Regions from separate parts of the Sus scrofa genome. Here region 2 is linked to region 1. Evidence: chromatin contacts called from public HiChIP or PLAC-seq data. All regions are on one chromosome and are shown on one strand. The core of a region is the stretch at or near the end of the contact, and the rest is flanking DNA. Distances in the headings are between cores, read along the strand shown. Region 1 overlaps SP110 (sp110 nuclear body protein). Region 2 overlaps CAB39 (calcium-binding protein 39).

What was found. HiChIP or PLAC-seq counts read pairs in DNA pulled down with a chosen protein or histone mark.
Region 2: an H3K27ac HiChIP or PLAC-seq map of alveolar macrophages shows a contact between it and region 1. The contact joins two enhancer-like sites. A contact is called at or near these places in 1 of 47 Hi-C or Micro-C datasets (alveolar macrophages) and 1 of 2 datasets of contacts at active chromatin or transcription factors (alveolar macrophages).

Annotation. Positions count from the first base shown.
Region 1 is chr15:131,201,855-131,207,993 of Sscrofa11.1, forward strand. SP110 (sp110 nuclear body protein) reads right to left here. Exons shown (of 17, transcript XM_021075649.1): 6 at 5,416-5,493; 7 at 3,081-3,149; 8 at 452-601. Among named protein-coding and RNA genes, the nearest start is that of SP140, 20 kb to the right of the region's middle. Within about 2 kb of position 4,142, at least 13 of the 83 cell types and tissues checked have an H3K27ac peak or open chromatin away from gene starts, as enhancers often do. A contact at or near this core is called in alveolar macrophages, where this site is marked.
Region 2 is chr15:131,560,418-131,566,730 of Sscrofa11.1, forward strand. CAB39 (calcium-binding protein 39) reads left to right here. Exons shown (of 9, transcript XM_021075733.1): 4 at 1,364-1,482. Among named protein-coding and RNA genes, the nearest start is that of ITM2C, 51 kb to the right of the region's middle. Within about 2 kb of position 4,189, at least 16 of the 83 cell types and tissues checked have an H3K27ac peak or open chromatin away from gene starts, as enhancers often do. A contact at or near this core is called in alveolar macrophages, where this site is marked.

The sequences.
Region 1 (6,139 bases), core at 2,892-5,391:
CAGCGGATGCCGAAATCACCATGCAGTACACCGGAACTGCACCTCATATTGCACATCAGCCATATTTCAATTAAGAAAAAATAAATTAAAAGAAACGGTAAAAATAGAAAGCTATTGGTCACAGGATATAGACTGATGTTATTAAAAACGTTCCCCTTCAGATTTCGATAAATACGATAAAGATATATAGAAACATGTTAAGGAAGCCCGTTGCAAAGTTAGTCAAGACATCTTTCTTGAAAAGAATCCAGCTGTCTTTGATTAAGGTAGACATTTAAAGAGATTTGCAAAAATGCAAAATGAGGCCCTCCCCTAACTAATTTTTGTATTTGGAAACTGGTTTTCATAAAAATATGTTGTTTGTGGTCACAGGTAGGTGGTTTATTTGGGGCTGCAGGAGAAACCCTCCCACACTGAGCATTCAGATGACAAATTCCATCACCAGCCTTACCCTCTGGTTTCAGTGTTCGGGCACATTTAGGCTTTGTCTTGGGGGCCGTTGTCATGACCTCTGCGTTCCCGGTTGAGTCATCCTTCCTCTGAGTCTCCTGATCCACCCCTTGGAGCTTCTCTTGGATTCCATGGTCAGGTAAGGCTCCCTCTGGGGCAAACAGTGATTTGTAAATAGTTTTAATTGCGGTCCCAGTGGCCCTCCTCCTTCCCCTAATAGTGACATCTCTTCTCATGCTCCAGGCCCCACACTTTGAGGTCTCTGTCCCCCGTGCCACATTTTTCTCCTGCTACTTCTCTGTCATTACAATTTTTTTTTTTTTTGTCTTTTTAGGGCTGCATCCACGGCATATGGAGTTTCCCAGGCTAGGGGTCTAATCGGAGCTGTAGCCGCTGGCCTACACCACAGCCACAGCAACTCCAGATCTAAGCCACGTCTGTGACCTACACCACATCTCACAGCAACACCAGATCCTTAACCCACTGAGCAAGGCCAGGGATCGAACCCGAAACCTCATGGTTCCTAGTCGGATCTGTTTCCACTGCACCATGACAGGAACTCCTTTTTTTTTGACATATTTTGTTATGGTGTGTGCCTTTCTTTTCCCCCAATTCACCAGCTGCTCTCACTCTCTGTGCAACCTGTAGAAATCAACCAGCTAAATTTGGGGGGACTTGTTTCCTGATTCTTGGCTTGTGACCCCTGCTGCCAGAAGGCGCCACATCCAAGGAAACACAGCCAGATGGTCTGTTTCAGCAGAGGAGTCTTGCAGAGCACTTTTCCAGGTTCCCTAGGGCCTGTGTGCAGTACTGGAGGCAGGGAGATCTGGGATGCCTGGGTGCCTCTAGTGGGGAGAGTGTAAGGTACCAAAGAATTGAGAGTCAGGGGCCTTGCAAGGAGAGTGAGGCTGAGACCTTAGAGGATTTACCAGCAGGTGAGGGGAGGTGTGTGTGTGGGCTTAGCTTTCGGGCTCTCTTCTCCTATGGATCTGGATATAAATATCAAATAAACTTTATATTTGTATCTTTGGGCCAGATTTTTTATTGGGTGCCAAATTGACAAACTGTGGGGAAATTAAGTTTCCTTGATTTCTCAGCCCTTCTGTAACCAGCCCTAGCCTCCTGAGACATGAAAATGCATACAGTATAAAAATAGGGGATGTTTGCTCTCACTTCCCCTAGAAATATTTTACTTTTCCTACACCGTAGAAATTGGATCGGGGGCTAGTTAAGTTCTGTCTAATCCTAAAAGGTCATAAAATTTCTCATCTCCTGAGACGGCCAAATAATTACAGCCAGGGCTAAGTTCCCAAAGAACCAGGAATACTGGAGACTCTATCCCTAGGTGTTTATATTTCTTCCTTTCTTTCTTTTCTTTTCTTTTTTTTTTTTTTTGGTTTTTTAAGGCCACAGCTGCAGCATATGGAGGTTCCCAGGCTAGGGGTCAAATTGAAGCTATAGCCACCTGCCGATGCCAGAGGCACAGCAATGCGGGATCCAAGCCATGTCTGCGACCTACACCACAGCTCACGGCAACGCCAGATCTTTAACTCACTGAGCAAGGCCAGGAATGGAACCCTCATCCTCATGGATGCTAGTCAGACTATTAACCCCTGAGCCACAATGGGAATTCCTAGGTGTTTATATTTCAAAAGGGATGAAGCCCAGAACTTGGAGATATCTTTAATAAAAGATGGAGACACCCGGGGTTTCTCTGACTCTGGGAAAGAAGCATTTAAATTCTCCCACATTAGGGTGAGGTCCCAGGGTCTTTTCAATCTTATCTCAAAGCAGCAAAAGATTTTTTTTTCTCCTTTCGGAGGGGAGGAGCATAGCTGTCCCGGTCCTGCACATAAACAGAAAATCCATCCTTCTTTCTCTTTCGTCTATGGGGTGAAATCCGCCACTCATAGAGAAAGAATTCATCAGTTCTTTTCTCATGCCTGGGGGTCTGTGTGTGGGGGATAAATGCTGCAATACTGAGCTGGTTGTGACTATCAATAAAGAATTCTTTTCTTTGACCCAGGTGCTTTGTGTTTCTGCAATATTCATACATCAAAAAACGTCTCTCTGCAAGGGGTGGGGGGGTTAACATCTCCAGACCCTCTCAGTTCAGACAAGGCTCATACTTGGTTCAAATGCACAGTTAGTTAGCACAGATCTTGAAATGAATAGGCTAAAAATTGGATTTGAAAAAAAATCCCCCTCATATATTTGCATTCTCTTTCACCAATGGTACCACCATTCTACCAGCCACTTAAGCCAGAAATTGAAGAGCAAGCCTTAATGTCTCCCTCTCATCCTCAGCTTCTAATTTACCAAGTGTTGTCAGCTCTACCTGCAAACTGATCCTGACTAGATCTCTCCATCTCCACTGCCCGATCTGAATCCAAGCTGCTGTCAACTCCCGAGGTATCTGTCCTCTAAAGGGTTGCCCTGCTTCTGGTGTTTTCTATATCCAGTTCATTCTTTACATAGCACCAGAATTGGTCTCGCCAAGTTTAAAATTGGATTATGTCACTTCCCTGATTCGATCTCTTCAGGGATTCCCCATTGCATTTAGAATAAAATCCTACCTCCCACACCTTGGTGGACAAGCATGAACTACCTCCAGCCCCCTCTCATCTTACCTCTTGGGAGGCATTTTTTCTTGTGTCTTCTTTTGGGGGTTGCCCAGATACATCTTTTTTTCTTCTTTCCTAAAGAAAAAGGTTACAGACCATCTTTTATAACTACAGACATTGATCTACCAACCTTGTATGTCAACAATTTTTAGCTTTTATATTTGGTCTTCAAAACACAGTGGCTACGAGGTCATTGCTAACCTTAGGTGATGCTGAAATTTTTAAAAAAATAGTTTTTTTTTGGTTGTGCCCACGGCATGTGAAAATTCCCAGGCCAAGGATCAAACTCATGCCACAGCAATGAGCCAAACTGCTGACAATGAGCCAAACTGCTGACAATGCCAGATCCTTAACCTGCTGGGTGATGCTGAAATTTTATTTATTTTTCTTTTCCTTTTTATGGCCACGCCTTTAGCAAACAGAAGTTCCCAGGCTAGTAGGGGTCAAATCAGGGCTGCAGCTGAACCCTACACCACAGCCACAGCCACAGCCACAGCCACAGCCACATCAGATCTGAGCTGCATCTGCCACCTACACTGCAGTTTGCAGCAACACGGGATCCTTAAATCACTGAGAAAGGCCAGGGGTCGAACTAGCATCCTCAAAGAGATTATGTCGGGTTCTTAACCCTCTGAGCCACAATGGGAAGAAACGGAGACAGTAAGTTTAGGTAACTCATTTCTAGAAGTTGGGCTGTGAAGTGGAGGGAGAGCTATAGAGGCCCCCGAAGTGAGACGAGGATCAAGAAAACGTTCCTTTTCTGACTGTGTGACAGGCTTGGGCGTGAGCTGAATGAAGATCCTTGGGAGAGGAGGTGCTTAATTCTCAGGAAAGAGAGGGAACCGTAGATGCTGTCAGCATTGCCTTGGAGAGAAAGAAGGCATTGGAAAGGAGGGGCAGATGCAGTCTGGAGTTGCAGGGTGGGAGCAGGAAGTGAGGGAATTCCCAGATGATGTTTTTCTGTGAAGTTGGAGGAAGGGTCATTGTTGAGCCAAAAGGAGGCAGTGATGCATCAGAAGTTCGAAAAAAAAAATAGCTCAAGGTTTGAAAGGCTCATCACAGGAAGTGGTATGGTCATGTGGTGAGGAGGGATTGTTTGCAGGGGAATCCTGAGGCCACACAGCTGTGTGCCTCACCTCAGTAGTGCCTGATTGCAGCTGCCATGTGCAGGAAGCAGACGAGAGTTTCTTCCAAGACCTGCCAGAGATTTCCAGAAAAGACAGAAAGGCCAGAGTGGTTAAGCTGTCAGCAGTAGTTTCCCCAGACGATGAATGCTGGATTCCATGTCGGTAAGAAGGGTGGTGAGAAAAGGAGTTCCCCTCGTGGCACAGCACAAACGAATCCAACTAAGAACCATGAGGTTGCAGGTTCGATCCCTGGCCTCGCTCAGTGGGTTAAGGATGCGGCATTGCTGTGAGCTGTGGTGTAGGTCGCAGACAGGGCTCAAATCTGGCGTTGCTGTGGCTCTGGCATAGGCAGGTGGCTACAGCTCTGATTAGACCCCTAGCCTGGGAACCTCCATATGCCGTAGGTACAGTCCTAGAAAAGACAAAAAGACAGGGAAAAAAAAAAAAGGCAGATGATGACTTGGAAAAAGCAAAGGCCAAGGGACCAGTCATCCAATGAGACTGAAGGACAGCTGCAGAGGCAAAAAGTTGTAAGGAAGAAATCACGGAGGAATTTTTTTTTTTTTTTTTTTTTTGCTTTTCAGGGTCACATCCATGGCACATGGAGGTTCCCAGGCTAGAGATCAAATTGGCGTTACAGCTGCAGGCCTACACCACAGCCACAGCAACACCAGATCTGAGCCACATCTGTGACCTACACCATAGCTCACAGCAACGCTGGATCCTTAACCCACTGAGCAAGGCCAGGGATTGAACCCCCATCCTCATGGATACTAGTTGGATTCGTTTCCGCTGAGCCACGACAGGAACTCCCTCAAAAAACCTTTCGGTTTCTCTGTTTGAATAACTGAACCATCTGTCCGTGAGTTTCAGGTCCTCCTCCTCAAGGGCACAGAGTGTGTTACTCTTTCCACGGCTGGTTTACTCACTTCCTTCTTGCCCCACACCATGTAACACGGAAGCAGCGGGAGTCCAACAGAGCTGTGGCATTGTGAAAGAACTCTCTTCTCTCAAAACATCTCCTGCCTTTGCACAAAAGCCGGGGTTTAGACCTTCTTGGCTTTTGGAGGACATGTGAAGCTGAATGTGCGCTCTCCACTGAAACTCTTTTTCTTCTTACATTATTTCCTCTCTTATTTTCAAATATCACCATGGCTTTAGAGCAATGGTTTAGAGTGATCATGGTTCCGAAAAATGTTGCCGTGAATGGTTACCTTTCTTGTTGGGAGGCATCCTGGGTGCCTCTTGGAGTTCCTCTGGGTCATGTGGTTTGGGAGAATCATCTTTTATCGCTGACAAAAGAAACAGAATCCATCTCAGAGTGCAGGCAGCATGGACTGAGAAAGTGCTGAGGGAGATCAGTGGGGGAACCAGAAGGATGGAGAGCAGGTGTGGGCTCAGGTCTGGGGACCTGCCCGTCTACAGGGCTCCCTGGCTCTGCCGGGGTGTGATCAACTTACGGTTGCTGTTACCTGTGTGACTATCACAGTGGACCAGAGAAAAACTGCCCCTCAGAAGAGGGTTCAGCTATTGAGGGTCCCTTCCTCAATGGAAGAAAAGCACAAGGGCTCCCAGCAGCCTAGTCTGAGTGGCGACCTTGAATTCCGACGGCCACAGGGAGAGGAAACGTTTTTGCTATGTGAAAAGCACACTTTTTTTTTCTTTCTTTTTCTTCTCTTTAAGGCCACACTTGAGGCATAGGGAGGTTCCCAGGCTAGGGGTCTAATCGAAGCTGAAGCCACCAGCCTATGCCACAGCCACAGCAACACAGGGTCCAAGCCGTATCTGAGACCTACACCCCAGCTCATGGCAACGCTGGATCCTTAACCCACTGAGCGAGGCCAGGGATCAAACCCTCAATCTCATGGATACTGGTGGATTCATTCCACCACAACGGGAACTCCAAAAGCACACATTACTGCTTAGATGCCTGTGGTT
Region 2 (6,313 bases), core at 2,939-5,438, 360 kb after region 1:
AATTTTTTATTTTTCAAAAAAACAGTGATTGTTCATGGTCCTTGTCCGTGTGTTCTTACCTTTGAAACATCTTAAGATTCCTGTCAGGCTCTTGGCTCGAGGATGCTGACCTTTTTAGCATGCCCCAGCTGCCTGCCTAGTTAGTGGGTCAGGAACTCAAGGGTGTCTCTGGCTGAGGCCAGATTTTTCTCTCTCTTTCACTACATCATATATGAAGTTTTTTAGGTATTCATTATGCCCTTCCATATACGTTGTATTTAATAAACAGCCGCTGTTTTACATAATTCACTGGTCCTTGGCTCTCAAGGAATAAACAATCTAAAGAAGACCGTAGAATGTTCGAATTTTTGAGGTAGATGAGCTCTAGAGAACACCTAGTTGGTTTTTTTTTTTTTTATGCTTGGGTTTTTTTTTTAATCTGCTGAGCCCTCATTACAGCAGGGATTCTAGGTGTTTTGTTTGCTTGGCATTGCTTTTAAATATTTCGCTCAGGATAACATTAAAATGGCAGGAGATTTGAGACGCAATTTTGAATTTCTGGCCTCCCTTGAAAAATGTGGTTGGCAGCAGTGAGCCGGTAATCCTGCGTGGCCCCTCAGCCCACGACGTTGGCATCCACATTTGCGTGTGCACGTGCGTGTGCACTCGGGTGTGCTGCGGACGGTGTGGCTTTTCTCCCGCAGGGCCTACTGCACTCCTTTGCGTTACCTGCTCAGCCCTGGTAGGCATTGAAGATTGTTGCCAAGCTTATTCAGCCAGATGGTGCCATGTTAGATATTTAGTCAATTTAATAGAACAGTCTGAATCAACTAACCTGAGATGTTTAGAATGAAGGGCTCTGGCAGTGGTCATGAGCAGTCTGCTCTTTGCCTCATTGTCAGGGGTGTGCTTTGTTTTAAGCCCCAGTGTTTATCATCCTGAGTGACTGGATATATTGGGGATATGTGTGTGTGTGTGTATGTGTATAGTTTATATGTATATATAGTTTACAATACAAGCATCTCATTTGAAGCTGCTAGTTCCATTTGGGTAGGTGTCAGATTGCTGAACAATGTAAGGATATAGCAAGGTTTTGTTTTTTGTATCCGAGTCAGCATGATGCTGAGAGTTAGAAATGGTTGAAATTATATGCAATAAGATTTCACTTTGTCAACACATTATTCATGTCAAAAATAATTTTACTCTTAAACTTAGAATTTAGAATTATAATGGAAGAAATAAGAAAATTGACTATGTCTATGAACATTTTAAATGAGAATTCAATCATAATTATGAATGTGCAGTGCCTTGATTTGAGTTTGTTTGGGAGAATGAATGGGCACTTTGGTATTGAGTCAGGTAAATATATTTGTCTCCCTAATAGGGCAAAAAAGATGTGGCTCAAATTTTCAACAACATTCTCAGAAGACAAATTGGTACAAGAACTCCTACTGTTGAATACATCTGCACCCAACAGAATATTTTGTTCATGTTATTGAAAGGGTATGTATAATGTACTAAAATGTATGTTTTTGGCTTGAAAAATGAAAAGCAAAGATGGCCTTGGACAAAAGCAGGATGGTGAATGTGGGCAAGTGTTTTCTCCGTCGTTTGATCAGCTCACTTTTCCACAGTTCTTGAACGTATTTCCCTCCTTCAATTCAACCTGTGCACTAAACTGACTTCGAAAATGCCCGTGGGATTTTAAAGTCAGGAGAATTGTGGGCCTTCGAACTCTCAAATCATATGTGACTGAAGAGAAAAAAAAAATCCTCTGTCATCTTACTTCTGTTCCCTAAGATGTTAAAAAACCTTAATGGCGTGACACGTCAGTTAAGTTGTGTATCTAAAGACCTCTTTGGAGGTGCATGTGCACTCTGCGGCGGTGAACGAGCCCGCCTGGTTCGTGGACATGGCTGCTGTGTACCTTGACGTTGCTCAGTCAGCAAAGCACATGTTTATGACGTGCTTCCCTTTGCTTTTCACCTGTGTGTGTCCCCTCACTAACCCACCGCTTAATTTGGTAATTTGCAGTGCATCTTCCTAGAATTATTGTTGGACTACATAGGCATTTTTCTTTGGGTAGCCTGCCAGTTTCGAAAAAAAAATCAAAACCCAAAAGAGCCTTAAAATTGAAGCTTTAAAAAAAAAAACAAAAACCCTTCTCCCTCATCACTGATTGGCAAGGCAGCCTCCTGTTGTTTCACAGCAGAGTTGTTTGCCAGCTCTGGGTATGGGGTACATTTGCTGGGGTTCTGTTAGATTGGCGGGCAGGCATTTTACTGGCATGACTGTTGGCGTGAATCAGCCTGCTGTCCTACCCCTGGTTTTATAGCTTGCCTCACTCTGATTCATATCTCTGTGGTTTAACACTTCCCCCAAGTTCAAACTTGTTTAGACAAAGCATGAGTCAGTGCATGTGTTGGATGCCAGCGTTCTGTTTCCTTCTTTCTAGTTGTGAGTTGCTTCTTCAGATGTTGCCATACAGAATTTTTGGCATCTGATTTTTGTTGTTGTATCAGTCCAGAGCTGCGTGTGTGAACATGTAGTGAGTAATCTGAAATTTGATGTTCTTAGAGCAGCTTCCAGATGCCTTTATGTATCTTGAAAGCCAATTTCTCCTTTTCCCGTAGAAAGCCATGATGATTAAAATCTGAGCATTCGTTAACTCTGCCTCTGTTTTTCACCTCGGAGTAGCCAGGGCTGTGATGTGAACGTTGTTACATAGGATGTAAAGGAAGACTCTAGAGGTAATTAAAGAAAGGTTTGACGCGCTCGGCTGAGCTGGCCAGAGCAGAAACCTCCGCTTAGGAAGGCAAGGAGCCTGCAGAAGCCAACCCCACAGAACCCGCCTCCCGCCCTTTTTAGTTTTTATTGTGCAAAGTATGCGTAAAACTCGAGGGCATCGCATAACAAACCCTTTCTACCCATCACCAGGCTTCAACAGTTACCAACTTTTTGTCATTCTTGTTTCATCTGTTCTTTGTCTCCTTGCTTCCTCCTCACATGCGACGTCACTTCAGTGTGCATCCGTAGCACATAACACAGAAAGGATGTTTTTACTGTAGTCGCAATATCGTTGAGAAGCCCAACATTATCTAATACCCTGTCAGTGTTCAGAGTTCCGTGATTTTCCCCCCCAAATGTCGTTTTCAGTTAGTTTAAATCAGTTTTCCAGCAAGGTCCACACCCTGAATTTGGTTGATGTGACTTAACTCTCTTTTAATCTATAGTAGTTTCTACCCTCTTCTTTTAATACCATTTATTTGCTGAAGCAACTGGGTCATTGATTTTGGAGAAAAATCACCTGTTTTGGCCTGGCGCCCTGCGGTTTCACCCGTAATCAAGTTCCTCTGTCTTCTTTTAAGTTCTTCGGTTTGGGGAGCAAGAATTCTTCGTGGGTGGGGCAGTATACTTCCTCTTGGGCAACTCTGGCCGTCCTGCTGTGGTGATGTTTCAGTGGATGAGTGGATGTCGGTGCTGTCAGTCCAAACTGCCCACCTTGAACTTCTCCGTCAAGCCCCCACCGCACAGTCTTAGCATCCGCTGATGGTCGTCGTCTGGATTCAGAGCGGCGATCTCCTAACTCTCTTGCTCCTTCTCCATCTATTACGTGTGTTTTGTTCCTCGTCAGTGACCTCTGTGGGAAACACAGAATAGATGCTTGATTTTTTTGTTTGCTTTAAATATCATTTTTTAGTATGATCAGTTGATGCTCTTGCCTTAGATGAGCAATGAGTATGTTATTGTTTTAAGCATTATTTGAATTCACATTTTAGGGGGTTTTGAAATATGTTTGATGTGTCTCAATCCATTGCAGTCATATCCAGATTTCCCCATCCTTGGGCTGTTGGGAGCTCCTTCCCATTGGTTCTGTGTGCTTTTGGCAAGAACCCATTCGTCTGTGATAGTAGCTTCCTTGCTGTCTGGCACGAGATGTCCCTTGCTCATTTTGTACCGGTTCCTGCCTCAGACTAGGAAAGAGCCATTTCTTCCAGGAGCCCTGTGAACTGTCTTTTTAAGATTTCTCTACCCTTGTTGGTTAATTAGTTTGGACTACTTTCATGCACTGTATTATCCTCTCAGTCTGTAAGTGCTTTGATATGAGACATTTGGGGGCGTTATGCTGCCAGTGTTAGTGTGCATTTGGAAGTAGTCTCGTTGCCAGTGTTAGTCTGCATTTGGAGGCAGCCGTTGTTCCACTGGCGACTTAAATGTTAGTGTGCTCTCCACTCTGCTAACAGGTTTCACAGCGTCACTGTTTGCCTTGTACTCGTTGGTTTACGGTTTAATCATTTAAGACAAACTTGACAAACTGCCATCAAAACCTGCCCAGCTTGTTGTACCAAGGTGCCTTACTCTTGTCCTTCTAGTCTCCTAGCCTGTTTCAGATCAGCAAAGATGAATTGTCTCATCAGCCCTTTTGTGAGCGGACACTTCATCACCTAAGAGCCGGCCAGCATGGCAGCTGCCATGCCGTAGTGACATGAGGAACGCCGCTCTGGTCTTGCGAGGCTCTGTGACGACCATGTGTGCAACCAAAGAGTAATGCTAAGTAACACTCCTGTAGGATTTCAGGCGATAAAATGTGGGTTTAACCAATAAGGCAAGGGTTGGTTACAGCGATGGTTGGATTTAGGATTGAGGCTCCAGATAGTTAGAAGTGGCTTAGGCCAAAAAAAAAAAAGAGTAAGTACAAGGCAGGAATGGACACGGTGACTGGCAACAATAAGGGGGTAATCGGGGTGTTTTGCGGGCTAGTGGGAGATGGTGCCCACCCAGAGGAGGAGGTAGGATGCGCAGAGGCCTGGGCATTAAAGCCCAGACGTTTGTCTGTCTGATTAGCAAGAAGAAATTGTTTGAAGCTCCTAAGCTGGAGAGGTTATTGCTGTACTTGTGCTTCAAGTAAATGTGTTAAGACAGAACAAAGAGGCGGGTTGGGGGGCACTTGCTTGACCAGATGTGACTTCATGCAGCAGTGAGAACAGATAAAAGGAAATGAAACTGAGGTATTTCAAAGCGGTATTAAGAAGGAGTGGTGACACCGAAGGTGGGAAGAGGGGAGTAGATGGAGGATAAAGAGGCGAAGGGTTAGAACTGCGCTGTCCAATCCAGACCCTGCTAATAACACGCAGTTATTTAATCTTAAACTCGATTAAGTAGCTTCTGAAATTCAGTCCCTCAGTCACACGAGCCAAGTCCCAAGTGCTTAGTAGGCAGCACAGATTCAGAACATTTCCATTATCAAGGAAAGTTCTCTTAGACCTGTTTAGACCCAGGCACCTGAAACAAAACAGTGATGCCAAATTAGACACGGCAGGTTTACGGGAGGCCTTTAACTGAAGGTGCCCGGAAGCGGCAACAGAAAATGCTCGGCTCCAGCTGAGGGGAGATCTGCGCAGGGGCCATCTGGGGGCTGTGGTGGGAACCCCGAGGGCGTGTGGAGGCCGCAGAGGAGAGACCTCAGCCAGGCAAGACGTGGGAACCCAGCAAGTGGGAAAGTGGGGCCGGGGGAGAGTGGTTCTTTCTTTAAAGAGGGCGAGGCAGCGATCTGCATTGTCCGGAGGCCGAGTGGCAGGATTCCCGTCCTGAGACACGACTGTTTTAGCCACGAGGAGGTCTTCCTTCACTGGTAGAATGGTAGGAAGGAGTCTGATGACGGGAAACGAGGCGACACGGTGAGAGACGAAACCTGTGCGTGCGCTTGAAGGGAAGTGGAGGCACCGGGCGACGCGTTGGAGCAGAATGGCAGGGTCCGGCCCAAGAGGTTTGGGCATCCGGACGGAGAGGGTTTCTGGGCCGAAAGAAGTACAGGATTTTCGGTGTGATCCCAGGGGAGGAGGAGGCGAGAGCGTAGAGGTGGGCGCAGAGGAGGGCTGCGTGGGGAGGGCCCTCGCCTTGGGCTTTCAGCTTCGCGGCGCTTGCGTGTTGCCAGGAATCTTGAAAGTACTATTTTGAGCCTTGAATTGAAACAATGAGGTATGCAGTGATGTATATTTAAAGTATGAATGCTGTTTATGTATAGGTCTATCAGATAGACCTGTTTAGCTACTATGAGTTTAGGAAACTATTTTGTTTCCTATTGATTTTGATTCAGCTGTTAGTTTTTCTGCAGTGTTGAGAGCACCATGTGTAAAACTAAACCCGATTTGGACGTCTGACCCTGAATAGTTCTCTTAGCTTAAATCCGGAGCTTTTATTCACACGATCCCTCTCGACTGTTCCTTTTCCTTGGGTTGAAGCAGCCACCACCAACTGCCCTGTGTGTGCCCTCTGATTAAAGCCCTCCGAGCACCTATTCTGCTCTGAGAGAGATGCATTTTGTCACCTGCTC